2 separate regions of the Triticum aestivum genome follow, and region 1 is linked to region 2. The links are chromatin contacts, called in public Hi-C maps. All regions are on one chromosome and are shown on one strand. The core of a region is the stretch at or near the end of the contact, and the rest is flanking DNA. Distances in the headings are between cores, read along the strand shown.

Region 1 (4,149 bases), core at 1,381-3,880, 270 kb before region 2:
GCCTACCCAGAAGGCCAGACAATTGTGCACTAACTATTAACTAATACTATGCCCCACTATGGTTATGGAAGTGCTGTTTACGTCTGATATATTCTTCTGGAAGCAGTTTCATAGTTAGTGGAGCAATTTGCTGAAAAGGGCAAGTAGGTGAGAGTGGGGGCTTCACTCACATGGTCATTCCAGGCATGGTCCTTGTTGTAGATGATGGCAGCGCCAAGGCTCCTCGCTGGGTTGATGCCGGTGCCAGTGATGGGGATGGTGGCCAGGTGGACCAGGAACACCGCGAACCCGATCGGCAGAGGGGCCAGGATCTGTTTTCACAAGCAACAGATGGAAAATTGTTACGATATGTACCAAAACACACAGCAAATCATAATGAGATGAGATGACTAGACACACAATTCACTGGAGCAAGCAAGATGAACCGGAGAACCTATATTCTAGGCATAAACATACTATATTCCAAGGCATTGCTAGCATGTAGCATCACATATCAAACAGAACTGGCGGAGTAAAAGTGTAAGAGTACTTACAGGAACATGGGAGTCTCTGGCATTCCTCTTGGCATCGGTAGCCGAGAAGACGGTGTAGACCAGGACGAAGGTGCCGATGATCTCAGCACCAAGGCCATCGCCCTTGGTGTAGCCACTGGCGACTACATTGGCGCCGCCACCGTTGCCCATGTACAGACCCTGCTGGAAGCCCTTCACCACTCCAGCTCCACAGATGGCCCCCAGGCATTGCATAATTATGTAGAAGACGGCCCTGGTCAGGGACAGCTTCCTGGCCAAGAACAGCCCAAAGGTCACCGCTGGGTTGATGTGTCCTCCTGTCATTTCAGCATATAACTGAGATTAGCAGTGTCCTCACCCTCAGCTTTGGTAGTGCTTTTATTGTTACATCATATCTGTTCTCTCACAAATTGATATTTTGAGATTAACCAGGCAGAATCTGAGATTCAGGAGCAGTAAGTAGTGAGAATTGGACCACAACATTCACTGAGAGACAATTTACAATTTGACAATAAAAGAGGTTTAGTGACCACTAAATGATGTATTGCCCGTAGCAGAGTTTCAGCAAGCGAATTCCATGAAATAGTACTGCATATTGGTCACTCACTTCCAAGTGAAACCGAATCATAGTTTTAAATAGCCGGCTATAGCTCCGCTATAGCCCGCTATATAGCCTTTTCAGCAGGATGCGGCTAAATGGTCGCCTTCACAAATAGCGCGCTATAGCCCGTTATAGCTCAGCTATAGCTCCGCTATAGCTGGTTTGAAGGCCCGCCGCTATTTTTTCATAGCCCGCTATTTAAAACATTGAACCGAATCAGATCGAGTAATAAATATGGTGTTTTTTCATGTGCACCTTTGACCTTTTGAGGTTGGAATATCTAGATTTGGACATTACAGAAGCGCTGCATCAAAAGATGAGCTCTTGTGAATTGTGCCTTTGCAAGATAAATAAAACTAGGTTTACATACTGCAGCAGTACAGTTTGCGAATGAAATATCTAATACTACTAACTACTCTCGGTACTACTAGAAAACAAAGACACAGATTTTGTGCACATGGTCCAGCACGGAGCCTTAATTATCTCTCTTACTTTTTAGTTTTATGAATTTTTTGAAAGAAAGATCATATGTGTCGTATGTTCATCTTGATATATGTCAGCATGCGAAAAATTCAACTAAGAAGAGACATGAAAAAATTGGTGGGAAAACATGATATTGTTCGTCCTGTGCCAAAAAAAAAAAACAAATTGGTATCATAGTCTCAACAGACACACATTTTGTCGTTTTTGCGTAGAGTGCACGCCTAATTTAAACAAAAATGTTTTTACAACTGTTTAATAAAGTGAACGGAGAAGAGAAATTATTGTAGGTTGGACACGCAACCCACTTCACTTTTTGGAAGACAGAACTCTCTAGAATCTATGCGTTGCGTACAATAACAACAAAAAGGTACAGTACTAACTGACAGCTGCTTCAGCTCCTGTGAAGCAACGGACGGCTAGGAGTATGTAGCAAGCCAAGAAGAGGGAGAGAGAAGGGTGTGGAGAGAGACCTGAGATGCCGGCGGTGCAGTAGACGAGCGCGAAGATCATGCCGCCGAAGGACCATGCGATGCCCTGGATGCCGACGGTGGCGCACTTGGAGGGGGACTTGGAGACGCCCATGACGGTGAGCACGGTGACGTAGAGGAAGAGGAAGGTGGCGATGAACTCGGCGATGCCGGCGCGGTAGAAGGACCAGGACTTGAGCTCCCCGGGCTCGAACAGCGGCGCGGGGGGCGGCTCCTTGTAGTCCTTGTCGTCGCCGCCGCCCTGCGCCGCCGTCCCGATGGGCTGCCGCTCCGAGTACCTGTTGGCGCCCAGCCGCACGTCCTCCTCCTTCCCCTCCATCGCCCTCTCTCTCTCTCTCTCTCGCTTCCTCTCTGGCTGCTGCTCCGGGAAGGGGAAGTTGAGGCAGCGGCGGTGGGTGTGTTGTGAGCTGTGGGCTGTGAGGTGGTGGAGTGCAGGCGGGTTATAAAGGGAGGAGCGGGGGTGACAGAGTGAGGAGAGGAAGGTGGCTATGGAAAGGGGCGAGGAGAGGAGGGTGATGAGGGAGGAGCACGGGGGTGTCGAGTGGGGCAGTCCAATGGAGTGCAGTGGTAGTAGTTGGTTGCGTCGGGTGCCTTTTCCGCTTTATTGTTTGTCTTCGAGCTTATCCAATTCCAACGCTTCTTTCTCCACTCTGTTTGTCTGCACTAAGCATCATTGTTTCATCAATAATCAGATCGGATAATGAAGTACATTTACAAATACTTCCTTTCTAACAAAAATATAAAAATATATAATAGCGTTTTAGAGCAACTCCAACTCGTCGAACCAAACGGACGACGCTTTTGTCCGTCTTCTGTCCGTTTGAGTTGGCCGTTCGCTCGGCATCCGTCCTGTTTAACATTTGGGTCTGCGGTGCTCCCAAGGCGCCGACCATATTTGCCGGCATGGCCGCCCTTTTTCAACAAATATGCCAACATTTTGCATTATTTTGACAAGCAGACTTGTAAAAAATAGCATAGTTTCACAACCAAATAAAGTATAGTTTTACAACCAAATAAATTAAGCATAGTTTTACAAGCCAAATAAAAATTAAATTGTCTCAAATACATGTGAACAAAGATACATCTATTGGTTGTCAACATGAGCCCATATGCTCAACCAAATCATTTTGCAGCTGCATGTGAGTTTTCCAATCACGCATTTCATCATGAAATTGGGTGAACTGTTCAAACGTTGCCGCTCCTCCATGCTCAGGCACAACATTTTCACCCTGAACTGAAACCCTTTATCGTAGATACGTTTCGGACGCTCATCTTCTACGATCATATTGTGCACAATCACACACGTTGTCATCACCTCCCACAACTTCTTGGTGCTCCAAGTCCTAGCAGGATACCGAATGATGCCCCATCGAGATTGCAAAACACCAAAGGCACGCTCAACATCCTTCCTATCACTCTCTTGCTCTTGGGAAATTTTTTTTCCTCTTCTCTCCAACAGGGTTGGGGATTGTCTTCACAATAGTGGTCCACTGAGAGTAGATACCGTCACCTAGGTAGTATCTTTTGTCGTAGTTGTGGCCATTGATGTCAACATTCACCGGCGGGCTGTTGCCTTCCGCAAGCCTTGCAAACACCAGCGAGCGTTGAAGCACGTTGATATCATTGTGTGATCCGGCCATGCCGAAAAAAGAGTGCCAGATCCCGAGATCTTGTGAGGCCACGGCCTCAAGTATGATAGTGCAAGCCCTGACATGGCCCTTATACTGCCCTTGCCAAGCAGAAGGGCAGTTCTTCCACTCCCAGTGCATGCAGTCTATGCTGCCAAGCATCTCTCATAAGCCCCTGCTGGCATTCATCACCAACAAGTGGGCTATATCTTGAGGAGTCGGCTCTCTCAAGTACTCAGAGCCAAACACAACAATCACAACCCTGCAGAACATGTACATGGACTCTAGGCATGTAGACTCGCTCATACGGACGTACTCATCAATGAGATCACCGGGCACTCAAGCATCCGGATGGCTGCAGTGCATTTCTGATAAGATGAGAAGCCACTCTTTCCAAGGGTGTCCTCTTTGCACTCGAAATAGTTATCGTATCTGAC
Region 2 (4,018 bases), core at 923-3,422:
TCCCATTCCACGCTAGTAAGCACTCTGTCCAACTTCACATAAGTCGGATTAGGTAACGAATTCGCCCATGTGAACTGTCTACCCGTAAGGTCAATCTCTCTTAGATTAAGGCTCTCAATAATCGCATTGAACATGAATGACCATCGGCCATCGAAATTGTTATTATTCTTCTCTTCTCTTCTAATAATGTTAAAGTCCCCTTCAACTAAGATCAGCAACCTTTCATCCCCGCAGATCCTAACTAGATCAGCCAAGAAGTCAGGCTTAAGTTCAGGTTGGGCTGCGCCATACACAGTCACTAGAGCCCACCTAAAACCATCCAACTTTGACCTCACTCGAAACTTAACAATGAAATCTCCTCGCACCACATTAATCAAATCTATAAGTGCAATTCACATTTGGTTATGGTGAAGTTGCAGTTTGTAACCGGGAGCAATGAAGAAATATCTTACCCTTTGAAGAGCTGATAGCAGATCTCTTTCAGGGCTTCTTCTTCCTCTCTTAGTTTCTTCGGACACATTCTTTCTAGACAATTCAGCCAGATTTTCCATTTTAGTTCCACTAGCTATTGATCAACCTCGAAGTGGCCGGACCCTTCCTCAGACCGTTCAAAAGCAGGAGCTACATCCAGGCTGCCCTTTTTAGCTATCGATCAACCGTATTGTGAACATTAAGATACTATCACATACAACAACTATGCGAGCATTCTGGAAGTGATTGCAGGCGAGATTCCAGACTTGTTTTAAGTTAAATAAAAGCGGCGACGTTTACCCCAAAAAAAAAGGTTAACTGGTTGAGTAAGCCAATCAGTTTTCGGGCGGTGTTTGGTTTTGGCATAGGACTAATGGCATTAATCAAATGTGTGCAATCCTTTTGAATGAAAACGACATAACCATAACTAAATGCCAGTGCAGGCGCCTACCTGAAAGCCAGGAATCCTGGTGTTTCCCCACCTAAAAATTCTGAAAGTGGCTACTTTTGCTTGCAGGCACGGCTGTTTCTGTTTGAATGGAGCATAGCAAGTATTGTTTTTGTAACAGAGAAAAAAATAGCGTTGACGGTCGATCTATCTTGTAGCTGTCCTTTTGTTTCCTGAGTTACATCCTTCTGAATTGCAAGCGTCTCCTCCAGTGCTGTCGCTTCCCGCTTTCTCATCTCATGTAGAAACCAATGTTCTAGGTCTTTAATCTATAAGGGCAATTCACATTTGGTTATGATGAAGTTGCAGTTAGTAACTGAGGCAATGAAGAAACATCTTACCCTTTGAAGAGCTGATCGCAGATCTCTTTCAGGGCTTCTTCTTCTTCCTCTGTTAGTTTCTTCGGACTAATACTTGCTAGAAAATTCAGCCAGATTTTTCATTTTAGTTCCACTAGCTATTGGTCAACCTCGAAGTGGCCGGACCCTTCCTCAGACCGTTCAAAAGCAGGAGCTACATCCGAGCTGCCCTTTTTAGCTATCGATCAACCGTATTGTGAACATTAAGATACTATCACATACAACAACTACGCGAGCATGCTTTGTGTATCTTCTCAGATTCAAAACCATATTATTCATCAACATGATTGATGAACACAAATGCCAGCGAACATCACAACTTATTATTTATTCAACGTGCACATTGATCAGGAAGCAAAGACAAGTATCGAAGAAAAGAGGAAGACCTTTCTTTCTTTCTCTCTTTCATTTTCTTCATTTTGCAGTCCCGGTCAGCCGCTGCTGATCGGCGGGATGATGGCGAGCTCGTCTCCGTCGGCGACGGGGGCGGACTCGGGCGCGTACTCCTCGTTGAGCGCGAGCACCATGGAGCGGCGGATCTCGTCCAGCTTGGGGAACGAGGCCAGCACCCGGCCGAGGCACTCCCCCGCGGTGCTCCCGGAGGGCACCTCCACGGAGGACTCCGCGACGCCCGTCAGATCCCGCGCGCGGGCGAAGAACAGCACCTTCACCCTCACCTTCGCGACGGCCGCCGCCGCCGGCGGTGATCCGGCCGCGGGGCTGTCCCCGGGAGCAGCGTCCGGAAGCATGAGGAGAGGAGGAGACCGTATTTTTCTGGACTCTCGGGTACGACTACGGGATATGACCACGACGGAGGCGGGGGAAGGAGCCAACCGAGTGGTTGCATTGACCAGAATACCCCTCGTACTTCTGACTGCTGCCCTCCGGACTACGGCGCCACCACGCCGCTCGCCGGACCCCCACACAGCACGCACCTCCGCCTGTCGCCGCCCGTAGGAGCCCGCCGGCGAAACTCGAGCATCCACTCTCGTGTGTCGTCGCACGCGCGCCAGTTGAGTTCGCTGCTCGTCAGATCGCCGTCTTTTCGCCTGGGCGTGGGCGTGGGCGTCCGCCCCCCTCGCAGCCCGGACCTCTGCGCCCCTCCCCGTCGGTGCACCCGAAGAGGCCACTCTTGCTATTCCAAGGAGCCGCCGCGTTCCAAACTTCCATAGCTCCCTCGCTTCGACCTGCCTTCTGCCCCGGATTGTAACCGGCGGCGCATCTGCGCTGAGGGCAACGTGTTCGATGAAATGCCACCGGCTGGGCTTTTGGCTCGGCGAGTCGTGCGTGGGAGAGCTGAACCGCTGCTGAGGTCTTTGCGTCCTCTCAGAGCGTCTACACGATGGCTGCACGCCGGCAGGGAGCCACAGGAAGAAGAGTTCCCTTACGCCGACGTGCCCCGGCCCGGGAGGAAATGGGAGAGGAAGCCGTACGTGACACCGATGAAGGTCCTCATCCGGAGGGCCAAGGAGGAGAGACGGGCCCGGCAGGAGACCCCGTGCCGCGTGCTGGAGCACCCGCCCGCCAACGGCCTTCTCGTGCCGCACCTCGTCGAGGTTGCGCATCGGGTACACAGAGCAAGGGAGAGGCTCCTCAGCGGCCTCGCCAGCCTTGTCAAAGGCGAAGCTGCCATCCCGGTGAAGCGATGCAGGTAAGGGGAAAACATGCACACACCAATGGCAATGTATTTTGCTTTGCATAGCCATGGTCTGTTGGATTCAGCAAGGTGGTGTGAGTAACGGTGTCAAGTGTCTGATCAGGTTCTGCTCGGAGGTGCACATCGGTGACATCGGGCACGAGATCAGGACGTGTGAGGGTCCCAACAGCGCGTCTAGGAACTCCTTGCACGTGTGGCGGCCGGGGACAGTACGGGACGTCCTCGGCTTCCCATACTGCTACCACCTGTTTGATCGCGTTGGGAAGCCCAGGGTGGTGCACAAGGAGAAGTACGTCGTCCCAAGGCTCCCGGCCATCCTGGAGCTATGCATCCAGGCAGGTGTCGACGTCGAGCGATACCCAACCAAGAGGAGGGCAAGGCCAGTCTACTCAATTGACGGCAGGATTGCAGACTTCGAGCTGGACGAAGAAGACGGCTCCTCCGAAGCAGAAACATCACCTGAAGCTTGGTCGTGTCCATTGCCGCCGCCTCAAACGAGTTCTGCTTGTACTGCCTATGCCGGTGATCGAACAGAACAAGAGATCACTGTGAGGGAGATGAGCTCCAGGACGCTGCAGTCCTGGCTGGAGATGCGGTCGGGCGCGGTGAAGCTGATGAGGAAGTACAGTGTGGTCACCTGCGGGTACTGCCCAGATGTGCAGGTCGGGCCCAAGGGCCACAAGGTGAGGATGTGCAAGGCGAGCAAGCATCAGCAGCGGGATGGCCAGCACGCGTGGCAGGAAGCCACGGTGGACGACATTGTCCCCCTGAACCATGTCTGGCACGTCCGCGACCCGGCTGGCGACAGTGTGCCTCTCGCGAACGAACTCAAGAGGTACTATGGCAAGGCCCCGGCTGTGGTGGAGCTCTGCGTGCGCGCGGGCGCCCCAATACCGGCACAGTACAGGAGCATGATGCGGTTGGACGTCGTGCCGCCCGCACGCGACGAGTACGACCTCGTTGCCTGAGAGTCAGACTGGCATTGCGGTGCCTGGTGCTCATGCATGTTTTCGACCCTCAGTTTGCCTGCATGTTGGAGCTGCGCAAGGTTGAAATGGTTAGGATTCCGATGCTATTTCTTCA

The links. A called contact is a pair of places that touch in the nucleus more often than the background predicts.
Region 1: a contact with region 2 is called in a Hi-C map of leaf, with 5 times the contacts expected there. The contact joins the promoter of LOC123137719 here to the promoter of LOC123137718 in region 2. A contact is called at or near these places in 2 of 5 Hi-C or Micro-C datasets (both in leaf).

Annotation. Positions count from the first base shown.
Region 1 is chr6B:512,823,904-512,828,052 of IWGSC CS RefSeq v2.1, reverse strand. It overlaps LOC123137719 (aquaporin PIP1-1), which reads right to left and starts at 2,630. Exons shown (of 4, transcript XM_044557559.1): 1 at 2,067-2,630; 2 at 534-829; 3 at 171-311. The coding sequence starts at 2,403.
Region 2 is chr6B:512,551,122-512,555,139 of IWGSC CS RefSeq v2.1, reverse strand. It overlaps LOC123137718 (molybdopterin synthase sulfur carrier subunit), which reads right to left and starts at 2,172. Exons shown (of 1, transcript XM_044557558.1): 1 at 1,520-2,172. The coding sequence starts at 2,027. The coding sequence ends at 1,710. LOC123137716 (APO protein 3, mitochondrial) reads left to right here and starts at 2,464. Exons shown (of 5, transcript XR_006468472.1): 1 at 2,464-2,929; 2 at 3,039-3,992.